Linked DNA regions of Rattus norvegicus: region 1 is linked to region 2. A link is a contact called in public Hi-C data. All regions are on one chromosome and are shown on one strand. Each heading gives the region's core, a stretch centred on a gene start, on an enhancer-like site or on the middle of the called end of the contact. The rest is flanking DNA. Distances are from core to core; before and after follow the strand shown. Region 1 overlaps Pam (peptidylglycine alpha-amidating monooxygenase). Region 2 has its middle 85 kb from the start of Pam.

Region 1 (5,775 bases), core at 670-3,169, 230 kb before region 2:
CTTGGGGGCCAATTGTTCTCATCTTAATATTAAGAGTAATAAATGTTTGATGTACGCATGAATTATGGAAGTAATCAAGTATTATTTAATGAGCTACCAGAAAATCTGGAGTCAAATTCATCGTCCAGGAGCAGGCGTCAAGGGCTTGTAATGATTATTCTGTTTTGATGAGTATACTCCCCTTTTTCTTGTTCCCTTACATTGTAGCACTTTGATCTCTTCGTATCAATTAATTCATCATAAAACTGCTCAGACAGGATCAGATGTACATATTTTAAAAGTATAGCAAATGGTCAGCTCGTGGGCCACAAAAGACAGCGTAGGTATGAGTCTGACTAACTTGTTCCATGACTGAAGGCTTGGTCCTCTTCCCAGTCAGCCCCTATCACACGCAGTCCAAGCACGGACTAATTCTGCTGTGGAGGTGTTAAGATAGAGTTGGACGTGCTCACAAACGTCCAAATACTGTTCTTGTATTCACCACCAATTTGGTGGAAAGGAAAAGGAACGGTCAGAGATGAACCTCCTCGTCTGAAGGGAAAACACAGGGATCACAAAAGTGAAGCTTTAACTTGAGGGTGAGCTCAAAGTATTGAAGGGACGAACACTTCCAATCAGATTGCCGGTCATGAAGGAAGACGATTTTAAACAGTAACATTTTTTTTTCCAGCAAGTACCTTTCCTTAATATTTCAATTATTAAGATGCCTGAAATTCAAGCGGGCATTTTGATGAAAGTGCTCTAGAGTCAAATCATTTAAAAAGGGAAATTATCAGGTTCTTACTAAGTTGCATTGATATGTCATAAAAAAAGATCTCAAAAAGTAATCTGTCGTCAGTGTGAGGACTCTTTTATATTGTAAGCACCCTTGACCCTGGGTCAAATAATTCCTTAAGGGAAAACAGCCAGTACTGAGCTATGCTGATTGACGCATTTGTGTTTGACATCTGAGATATAGGCCCCTTTCCTTTAGCGATTTCTACTGTTTAATGTTATGTGAAACATTTTAGGAGGTTTCAAAGAGAATCTGGTTTTATTCATGTAAGAATAACCTTACCATAGTTCTCGCTCTATCTTGGTCCCATAAAACTATCTTCTAAATTCTACTCAAAACAATTCTTTTGGTTGAAAAGAATGACCTAGTATCGCTCACTGACTTGTGTAATTACTAAAAGATGTGTATAAAATATTGTACACATGCCAAAAAAAATCACAAAATACACTGACTTGCTAATGCTCTGAAAACACTTTATTACACAAATTACATTCAGATTCTGAAAAATAGTGTTCTAACAGTGTAACCATCTAAAAATAAGACATCCCGGAAACACACCAACTGAGGAGAAATTTAAAAAAAGAATTTAAATAGAGACTTTTTAAAATTTCTCTCATTGCAATATAATGTTAGTGATTTTAAAAAAATAGAAGGAGATTTAGCAGCTTTTCGTCGTGTGGCAGGTTGGTTCTCTTCACTGCCACAGGCTGAGAATGCTGAACAGGAAAGGCACCAAAGAAAGACACTGGCGATGGGTGTGGACTGGGAGAATACTGTGTTCAAGCAGAGAATAGGGCTATTTACATCCACCAACTAAAACGTCTCCAAATGTGAATGAGCTAAACTTCCCTCGGGGGTTGGAGCGCTACCTTGGAAGAGGAGGGCGGCTTCTCTACGCTAAGTTCATATAAAGACAATGGCACTGGAGTGAACTGGTGGGGAACTCCTCACCTAGAGAACAGAAGCCAACGGAGCCAAATGAAGTAAATAAGGTGTGTACAGTCCCACACTGACGAGTACAGTTTACAATCAAATGCACAGAACTTTACACGCGCTAAAGGGGAAGGAGTCTGGGCATCCTGGTAAACCTCAGTCCAGCTACCCGGGCGAAGGCTGGAGCTCAGGAGGAAGGTGCAGGCTTGGGCAGCGGGGCCGAGTACTCCTCTTCAGACTCAGTTCCGTCGTCCTCATCTTTCTCTTGGTCACTCCCCTCTGTGCTCACTCGGTCAAACCCTTTTCTGCTGTAGCCTTTTCGACTTGCAAAGAAATTTCCCAGATTTAAGCCGCCGCTTCCCTTTCCTGGGGGGAAAGAAATCAGTCGCCACAGTGGAGTTAAAAGTTGCACAAACAAGTCTGTTTCCTCGTAAAATTTCAAACATTAAACAGAGACAGAAATTGGGAATGGAAGAGGGTAGATTTTTTTTTTTAAAGAATGGTATTCAAAGAGATTTCCCTTACACAACCAGATGGATATTGCTCAACAGACTTTACCGAAGTAAAGGATCAAATCCTGAAATTCCCCGGGAGTGAGTTTCTGCAGAGATATTTCAGACCCATTTTCACTGTCTGTCTCTCCACAGCTCCCCTGAATTGGCAACCCCTGAGCTGCTTCTCATTTCCACGACTCTGAAAAGGTCATCTTCCCTGAGACAAGCACTGACCGCTCTACCAGACAGGAAGTTTACCAAAGACAAAAGCAAACAGATGGGGGGTTGTGGGGGGGAGGGAGGAGAAGCTGCAGAATGGCGATTGGAAAAGAGAAACAGAGCAGGGCAGGATGCGGGGAGGCCCACGCTTCCCGGTCTTCCCTTTGCATTTATGCTGGGACACTAACTGCCCACTAGGGGCTGGATTTTCAGAGTCAAACTATGACACAGTGCCTGGTTCTTTGCGAGACACGAGCTCGCTGACTCTGGGCCAGACACAGAGATTCTGAAAGGTCACAGGCATACCTCGGAATCTTCCCAGGACTCTTCCAGAACTTGACTCGAGCTTGCGGTCATGATCTGCTTTAAACAAAACAAGACGAGACAAAGGGGAAAAAAAGACGGCCCATTTTTAAATGTGTCTCTCACCCTTTTCTATCCAAGGGCTCAACGTTCATCATAAAATCGGGAACTTACAAATGGCTAATAAATTTTATTTACGTGCAGTTTAAAAAGGTTTATATGCTATTGAGAAGCATAAAGAAGGCTGAAAATTGTGGAAATTGCAAAGTAATAAGGGGTAAACTCTTGTCTGTGTCTCTTATAGACTGCAATTTTGACATTATCATGCCTTGAGCCTCAGGTTTTTTTTTTCTCCAAGAAATGAGGTCATATTCATCTTTCCATATCTCTGACATATAAGGGGGTGTATTATATGAAATGGTAAAAATGTGCTAACGTCAACAGTTTTTATTGGGATAGAATTAAGTTAGCAAAATATTATAAATAAAAATTGGAAGCTTTTATTCCAACAATTTAGGGATATGTGTTAAGCTTTACCCTTTCTGTGAACAGCAGTGGGCAATCCTATTTTGGAATTGGATTCTGTTCTTCATCTGAAGCTTAAATAAATGGGAATGACGGGAAACCCTGTATAGTTTCCACGACTTCAGTCATCCCTCTGGGGCTCTTGTCCCCAAGATCAATCATTTTCTCTTTTTATGGGGATGCAGAGGTCCCAAAGGACTCCCACTGTCCCCTTGGTATGTCTCTTCCTAGACGTTTTGCCTTGGTCTCCCCGTTCCTTCCTGGGCTATGCTCAGAGAAGCGTTAGGGTGCAGGGTAGCTTCATGAAGAGAGCTAAAAGGCAGGCGGCAGCGGACAGGTAGAAAACAAGGCAGAGGAAGGAGGAGAACTGTCGGAAAGCCAAAAATCAGACTCAGTTCCACAAAGACATAGTGCGTTCCTTCGCCAAGCATGCTTGCCCCATGCCTGCTTTGGTGTCTGGCTGGAAGAGCAATATAATACACAACCAGGGTGTGTTGGATCAGGAAAAATCCTTGGGGTGGGATTGGGTTGAAAAATTAGATAAAATCCAATGGGAAAGAAAAAACACATTTGAAAATAGTGGCAAGCTAATCAATCTACCAACGCAGCAGAACTGCATGCAATTACAATGTTGCTAAGTAAAACATGGAGGGACAGCAACACTTTCATATGGCTTGACCTGGGTTGCTACCTTCCCACATGGCTTTATGCCACTGTTCTATGTTCCTAAGAGCAAGCAGGAAAACAAGCCTTCCTGGCTCCCTAAAGTGGCTCCCTCTCCTATTTTTGGGGGTTCAGCATCCCAGAGTCCTGCCGTGCGTACAAGGCTTTATGTAGTCCTAATATCCGTTATCGCTGTCCCTACATTATCATCTTCCCTTACGGCTTTAGATATCTCTTCTGTGTCATCTACATTCCAAGTTTCATCTACTCATCTGTTCCTGTTTGTTTGTTTTTCAACAATTATCTTATTGAACAGATAGTGTGAAGAACTGTTCATCCTAGGCACAGTCATTAAATACCACACATCAATAACACGATTGTTCTTTTAAAACTTATGCCTGATTAACTTCCTGATAATTTCAGATAGTCTTTTTTTCAGGGGGGGGAGGGGAGGGAAGAGTTAACTATCCTGTTTTCAAAGATTTGTTTGAAGTAAAATAAAAAAGTTAAGGGAAATCTAAGACTCATCGCTTTCGCGACTTACTGAGTGGAACCTTCTTTCCACTGTCTGTTTCATGCCTTCTTGTGTGTCAAGGCTTTCCCCATGGGCACCTGAATCACTGCCATGGCTATCTGGGTCTCCAACAAGACCAGACTTTGTTTCCTGACTGAATGTTGCCTCCCACTCTGTCCCACAGTTTCCTTCCCAGATATAACCATAGACCTTTGCCTTAAGACCTGGAGGTTGCTACTCAGAGGTACAATATAAGGACAGCTTCAATTAATTACTTGAATATCCTGAATAGGTCTCATACTGTGAGGGTTATTTTTAAGAAGACTGACTTTGGTAGTGCACCCTGCCTTGTTCAGTTAGGAGTGTCAAGCTTAGGACTATTCAAAAACCAAGTGGTTTGTTAGGTCTTGAGGATTTTGGTTAAGGCAGAGTCTTGAGAATGGTCATCTCCTTTCCACCTCTCTTGCCAAGATTACTCTCTATACTTGCTAATGGTATTGGACACATAGTTGGTCCCAGACACTTGGAAAATGCTTACTGACCGTTATGCTACTTCAATTTTACACGACCTTATTGCTTATTCTCGTTTTTGTCCATGAAGAAACAGGTTTAGAGAGATGAAGTAACTTGCCCAATGTCATGCAACTAGAAGCCAGAGCCAATCTGATGGGGGAAAGAACGTAGCCTCAAGATACCCAACCCAAGTATGGTGAGTGTTGCCTCATTCCTAACAGCAGGTGTGTCCTTCTCCCTGATCTACAAGCTAATTTAGAGTGGACCTTCAACCTCACAGCTTACCACGGTGATATTATTTGGGCTTAAGCCAACTGCTACAAGGCAATGGGCAAAGGTATAATATAATCAAACTACCAAAATTTCAGAGGCTCCAGAGCTATGTTATATTCAATATTAATTATAGTCACCTTTTGAGACACAGACAGCCATATTGTAACAAGGTAGAGAGCATGTAAACCAATCTAAGTCAAACCAAACAGATCAACCATGATGGAGGTCCTATTGATAACTAGGCCAGACATGCTTGCAAAGGCAGGTTCCAAATTCAAGGTGTTCGTTTTACTTGCCTCCAAAGGCCCTTGATTTTTTCCACCGAATAAACATGACAATGGCCAGCAGGACCAGCACAGGAATAACCAGAAGGGTTGTAATGAGAACCACGGACACTCCCGAGCCGGGCTCTGTGCTCAGTTTCTGTTTCTCTTGCATCTTCTGCAATTCTGAGGAGGTGGGTTTGTTCTCCACTTTGGGTTCAACAACTGCCTCGGCTTCTTCAGGGAAAGAAGAGTTCACAGTCTGCAACTGATTTAAATATTTCAAACACTCTCACCCAC
Region 2 (6,311 bases), core at 351-2,850:
AAAGAGATCCTGCCTAGCTGAGTGGAGCTAGAAAGAAAAAGTGAATTAAGGCTATCAAGGAAACAAACACATCAAACGGAGCAGGTGCACTGACCTTTCCAGAGATGCGAGTCAGAAAGGACAAATGATCCATCAATAAAACTAGTTTGTTAGATTTATTTTTAGAGGACAATCACAGGAAGAGTATAACCACACATCAGGCAAAACCACGAGATCTCTAACACTATAAAGTGCTAAAGAAAACACGGAAGATTGCCAGGTGAAATAAATCCTGCCAGTGGCCCTGGGTGGCCCACATTACATGGTCTGCGAAAGATGTTTCTTTGGAGAAAAGGACCTAATTTCTCTAACTCCTATCCACAATTCACCCTGAGGTAGCTTTTATTCTCCTGTAATTAATTTTTAAAAAGCAGCTAAATGTAGTACATCCTACTCAATATTCTTATTCCTTTTTTCCCACCACCGTTAATTTTCTTCCCCCCAACAGTGCAATGTCACTGACTTCTTACAGATCATAAATTCTTCAGTTGATAACTTTACATAAAAACACTACTACCTGTCTGTCTCTGTGTTTATTCTAAGAACAGCGACTGGTGAAGTGCACACCCACATTTAGACCACCCACAGGAACACGAGGTCCAAAGGTTAGAAGCACAGCTGGGAGTAACGGACTACACCCTCCTGTGGTCTGACAGGTTCCAGCTGGATAGGTATATGCCCTTATATCTGTCCTAACTTCAGAAAAACAATAGGCTTATTCTTTGAGCATCCGAAAGCTTCACTGGTACCCAAACGGAAACAAATCAAAACTTAAAATGGAAAATGATTCTTTTACAGTAAGAGTGTATTTGTCATGCCTAAGTCTAGCCCTCAGGAAACACCTTAACCTTTAAACTGTAGTTAGGGAACCCACAAGGCCCTCAGCCTGACTTGTATATTAATCGGATGTGAACTCGAGCTGGTGAGTAAAAGAAGCAAAGGGAGGTTAGAGTCCAGAGGGATGTTCGAGCCAACTTGGAAGGCCAGAGCAGTCTGCTCCAGTGGCCATTGAACTCTCTCCCCACTACACATCTCTAAGGCTAGGACAAAGCACTTTTAATCCGCTCATACCGCACTGCCTCCTAACCCCCAGGAGCAGTGCCCTTGGCTGCTCTGCTCTTGGTTAAATGAATGATTACCTAACTCCAGACACTGGAAGTGCATGGAGTTTTTCGATCTACATTTGGGATTCGGGATTCTAATTAAGACAAATCCACACTGAGCTAATGAAAAAAGTACAAGAACTGGTAGGAAGGGCTATGGCCTGACCTCCTATTGAAAGTCAGGTACTGGCCAAATTTAGTGACCTGTCCCCTGATGCTTCTCCATCTGACATCTTATAACTCTCTAGTCTCATTACTGACTTCTGTCTTCAGTGAAACCTTCTTCTGGTCGTTGCGTGGTCATTTCTTTGTCCTTGATAAGTCTTTAACTATCTTGTCCAGTTTACCTCTGGACACGATTCTAAACTGCAAGCTTCTCAAAGGCTCCCCCTATAGGACACTGACAGTCTTACCTCCAAGCACTTCAGACCATAGCCCACTGAACCCTGCCCAGCCTCCTCCACTTCCTGTTTCAGGGTGAAGAGTGCAGAGATTAGCATTTGGTACAGTGTGGCTGTGAGCCGGTCTAGCTTTGGCTTGTTATTGTTGTTGTTACTGTTATTGTTGTTGCTGTTGAGATATTTCTTTTTTATTACTGTTCTAATATCATCAATTATCACAGCCTAGTTGAGGTTTTAAAACATCTCTGTGATCTAGTTTTGGTAGGTCACATGTACTGAGGAATTAAAAACACCGGTAGCACTTTGCAGTTTGATTTGAATTTTCTGAACTAAGATGCTTGGGAAAGAAGACTTAGTATCTACAGTTTTCCCCTGAAAAATGAAGGAAGGCGAGGAACTGCAACACACTCAGTATCTGCTGATAGATTCTTTTAAAACTATTTTTTATTGTGGTCTCATGTATTGCATCCTGACTGCAGTTTCCCCTCCCTTCTCTTCCCAGTGACCCCTCCCCCTTTTGCTCTCGCCTATCCCTTCTCTCGACAATCCTGGGCTTTCTCTGCTCTAGAAACGGATCTGCTCCCTTCTCGGGAAAGTCCGTGAGTACCTACCTTCCCACCCCACTTTGCCTCCGAATTGCTCTCACCCCTTTCTATCAACGAAACCCAACCGACCCACCAAAACCTATCTCAGAATCTCCAATGCTCTTTCTTTTTCTATCCACCCTGAAGACACTCTTTTGTGGGTCGAAGACTGTGGCTCACTGCTAGGGGCTGCACTGAACAAGTGTGCTGTCCCTTCCCTGCCAGCAACAGTAAGAAAATATGGTTCATGGTTATGAATTTTTCCTACTTCCTCTAAGCTTCTGAAGAGCAGAGTCTATACCTGCTTCCTAGCCTCTACTGAGGACAGACGGAGCTCTGTGCTCTGCTCGGCGTTCCCTCAGTCAACAGCGAATGAACACAAACTCCACAACCTGCTTCCAGGTTAGCAAGGTACTAGTGATTAAATGCTTTTACTTAAGCTCTTAAAAAAGAACCCCACGTGACATGCTAAAATACCAATATGAATTTTGCTCTCAAAAGGTGAAAACAACAACGCAAAAACAAAAAATAAAAGCTGAACTAGATTCCATTATTTCTACCATACAACTTCTAGTTTCCCTAACTTCCCATTATGTTTCTCAGCTGGACCTCTACCTTCTAATAAGCAGCTACCTTTTCAGCAAGTACGTCCGATAGACTGGCCCATGGAAGAAAACTTCTCTTCTGTGTGTGTATGTGTGCGGTTTGGTTGGGTTTTGTTTTATTAATGGCTTTTTTTTGGTCTTTTATTACTTTTTATTCTTAATTTTTTTATTCACTTTACATCCTGCTCACTCCTCCCTCCCAGTCACCCCCGCCCCCAGCACCCCGGGGATCTCCTCATATTATGTGTAGAGGTGTTTTGCCTGCTTGTATGAGTGTGCACCGTATGCATGCAGCACCTGTGACGGCCAGAAGGTGGTGTAAGAAGGTGGTGAGGCCACTTCTCAGTCCAAGAAAAAAAAAAATGAAGCTACTCCATTTTATCCTCGAAGAATTTAAAATTTGCTTTCATTTAAAGGTCAAGGATTATCCCCTTACTGTACTTCTTTAACTCATCCAAGGGCCCTGCATCTTAGACACATATCCTGAACTGAACACAGATAACAAAGCCCTTAGTGTCTTGAATCTAAAAGGCAAGGAATTATACATGTGGCTTACTTTAATGCCCAAAACTTATTTCAACATTTCGTGATTCTAATTTTGATTACGATCCTCAGAAGAAGTGGGGGATTAAGCTCTAATGTTTTTTTTTTCTAAAGAACCTAGTTGAAGATAACTTCCTATTTTAGCCCTTCAATTAGTCTGATGTAAAATACCTCTTCCCTAGGCTACAAACAGAACGCGGATGGAAGGAAATTTGGAGCATGCACAGGAGCTGAAGCGGGCATTAAGGGGTTAAGGATGATGCCTGCAGCCTAAGAGGTCCAGCAGAGCTGAAAGAGTCGGACAGCCAGACTGGGCTCAGTGCTTCTGAATAACATCCCTTCTGTACATGGACCTTGCAAAGGGCATTCAGGCAAGACTACATCTATGGATTTAAATTAATCAACCAGTCTGTGGGACAATGCTGGATCTCCTTCCGTTTAACCGATCAAAGTCGGTTATCAGTGGCTTCTTAAAGGTCAAGTGGAGTAGTACATCAAACATTGCTCTGAGAGAATATTCCAACCTCTGCATACCCGTCACATGCTGTGTGGGATTCCTGCAGGATCGCCCATTTTAACCCCAATTCAACGAACTACCTTCGTTTTCTTTATAATCTTCCCTCGGAAGGCTGAAGCACAATTCATACGGTTTAATAATATTAATTATGAGAAAGCTTGTTTTTCTCCTGTATCCGGTTAAAACAACATCAATACATCAATTATAATGCCACACTGGATAGGGGAAGACCAAAGTAAGGACTCCAGTCAACAGCAGCCATGTCCACGAGGTAAAACTCGAGGTTCTGCTTTGGCAGAAACAGTGTATTGGGAAAACACACAGAAAAGAAAGTAATAGCTACAATCACTGTCAGGCAAGGAGTGCTCAAGAAACTCAAGTATTTATTGGAAGATAACTCAAGTCAGGTAGAAACTTGCATCTGCATGGACAACTGTAGATTGTAGCCCGGCAGAAGATTCTTAGAAATTTAGCGTCCTGTTGTTGTTACGCTGCAGTCAAAGAGTTAATGCATTCTTGTAAAAACATTAATTATGCATGGACTGGGCAAGAAAGGTAAAAGAAAGGGCAGAGAAGCTCAGCTAAAGCTAATAGACAATAAAGTGTCCAGGACCAATGCTTGTCTGAAACGATGTGGAAACAGTAATCACCCATTCAGATGCTCAGAAGATGATCCAAGAACTCACCACGTCACCCTCCTTCCCTGTCCTAATAAGATTCCCAACTTCCAGCTGTGAAAGGGAGGCAATGTTTAGGGGACTTTTAGTAAGGAACACAGAGTCTATGGCAGCCAATCTCTTTGCTGTTAGACTAGTTACTTAACTTCCCCAGACCTCGGATTTGTCACCTTTAAAGTTCAGCAAAGACTGCCACGAAGGCCCTGGAGATACCACCTTGAATAGGACCTGTATTCCTCCATGAGGGAAATTAAAAGATGAGTAACTCATAGCCGTCTTTATATAAGTAGAAGAAGGCGCATAAGAGCCATACCACGTGACGGTGAGTCACGCCCTGATTGGCAGGGGTTTGCGGGCTGGGGAGGGTGGTGTCAAAAGAAACCGCCATAGAATAAGAAGGGACAAGGAGCATGGACTCCTCAAGGCATACCCTTGAGCCAGAGAAGTGGTTCATGGGCCTCGACTGTTTGGAGAGGATAAGGCCAGGATGGCTGTAAGGGCTGCAATGGCAAGAGGCAAAGAACGGAGAGGCCCAGGTCAGAAAACTGACTGACGGAACATGTAAACAATGAACGCATGAACGAAGCAGCAGGGAGAGCACACACCAGGTAATTTCATGTTCGGGAGCCACTGGTTTAAATCGTATCTGCGTAAAGCGCCCAGTCATCACCACAACACCGGTTACATCTCTCTAATCCCACCTCTTCAAGTAAGTGAATTGGTGGTGTCTATACTAGGGAGGTCATCTGCACATTGGGAAGGAGAGAAAGGGTGAGGAGGGTCAGACTACCTCAGGCAGGTGATGAAGCAGGGCCTTCTTGCCATTCATTCTGCCTTGAGAATGATTCTGAGGCCGAGGAGGAGCTCACTGTGCATACAAGTCAGATAAGGAATAAGGTCACCAAGGCATTGGGACTTGTTTCGTTCTAACACTTACTTCTCGAAATAAAAGTATATCTTATGATACCTTTATTTTTACAATTAAGAAATCTACAACTTAGAATCTCTTGTTCAAAGGGACCAGCCTTCAAAATTGGGGTATAACAAGTCCCCACCAACATGTGAAAAATATCAAAAATAGCCCTTTATATTTTTATCTCCCCTAATACGATTTAAAAGCTCCGGCTAGCATAGGACACTGACTTGGGCATGGGATATATTGTACAGCCAGCACTCAGCTAGGTAGTGTACTCTCTGTTTTCTTTATTCATGGGGCTGTATTCCGAAGCGGGCATACGGGCACCATTCATTTCTATAGTGAGAGCAGTTATAAACACCATGTTTGTGGAAACGGCAACTCCTACCTGATTTAGTGATTAAGTAACTTTTTAAAAATGAGATGACTTAATGTTCCTGTCAGAATTCCAAGGTCTTTCAGCAGCAGTGAGTCAGCTACCCTCCTGTCTACCTGCTTCTGGTCTAGCAGCTTTAAAATGCGTGCTCATGGCAGGCACACATCCCCAAATTAAGTGATTGCCTTTGTTACCATGGCCCATACAACAACAAATTCATATAGTTGAATGGGAAGACAGGTTACTTTGTTGCTACTTTGTAACTGTAACTTTGCTACTGTTAGGAATTATAATTTAAATACCTATAGACAAGATAGTTGATCTGAAACCTCAAAGGGGTAAAGAGGTCGTGACCCATAGGTTGAGAACCCCTGAACTAAAAATAAGACAAAAAACAAACAAACAAACAAACAAACAAAAAACCCCAAACCAATAACAATTCAATAGGCAGAAAAGTAAAACCTATTCACCAGAATCACTCCTCACCATAAGCCCTCACTCACTTACCCAGCTGCCAGACTTCCTTTCCTCACAAGAGAGCTTTATAACC

Evidence for each region. A called contact is a pair of places that touch in the nucleus more often than the background predicts.
Region 1: a contact with region 2 is called in a Hi-C map of liver, with 4 times the contacts expected there. The contact joins two enhancer-like sites. A contact is called at or near these places in 5 of 12 Hi-C or Micro-C datasets (hepatocytes, kidney, liver and 2 more).

The regions. Positions count from the first base shown.
Region 1 is chr9:105,714,740-105,720,514 of GRCr8, reverse strand. Pam (peptidylglycine alpha-amidating monooxygenase) reads right to left here. Exons shown (of 25, transcript NM_013000.3): 23 at 5,509-5,712; 24 at 2,728-2,781; 25 at 1,238-2,074. The coding sequence ends at 1,896. Among named protein-coding and RNA genes, the nearest start is that of Gin1, 45 kb to the left of the region's middle. Within about 2 kb of position 1,919, at least 10 of the 93 cell types and tissues checked have an H3K27ac peak or open chromatin away from gene starts, as enhancers often do. A contact at or near this core is called in liver, where this site is marked.
Region 2 is chr9:105,482,635-105,488,945 of GRCr8, reverse strand. It overlaps a transcript of Pam not described here. Among named protein-coding and RNA genes, the nearest start is that of Pam, 85 kb to the left of the region's middle. Within about 2 kb of position 1,600, at least 6 of the 93 cell types and tissues checked have an H3K27ac peak or open chromatin away from gene starts, as enhancers often do. A contact at or near this core is called in liver, where this site is marked.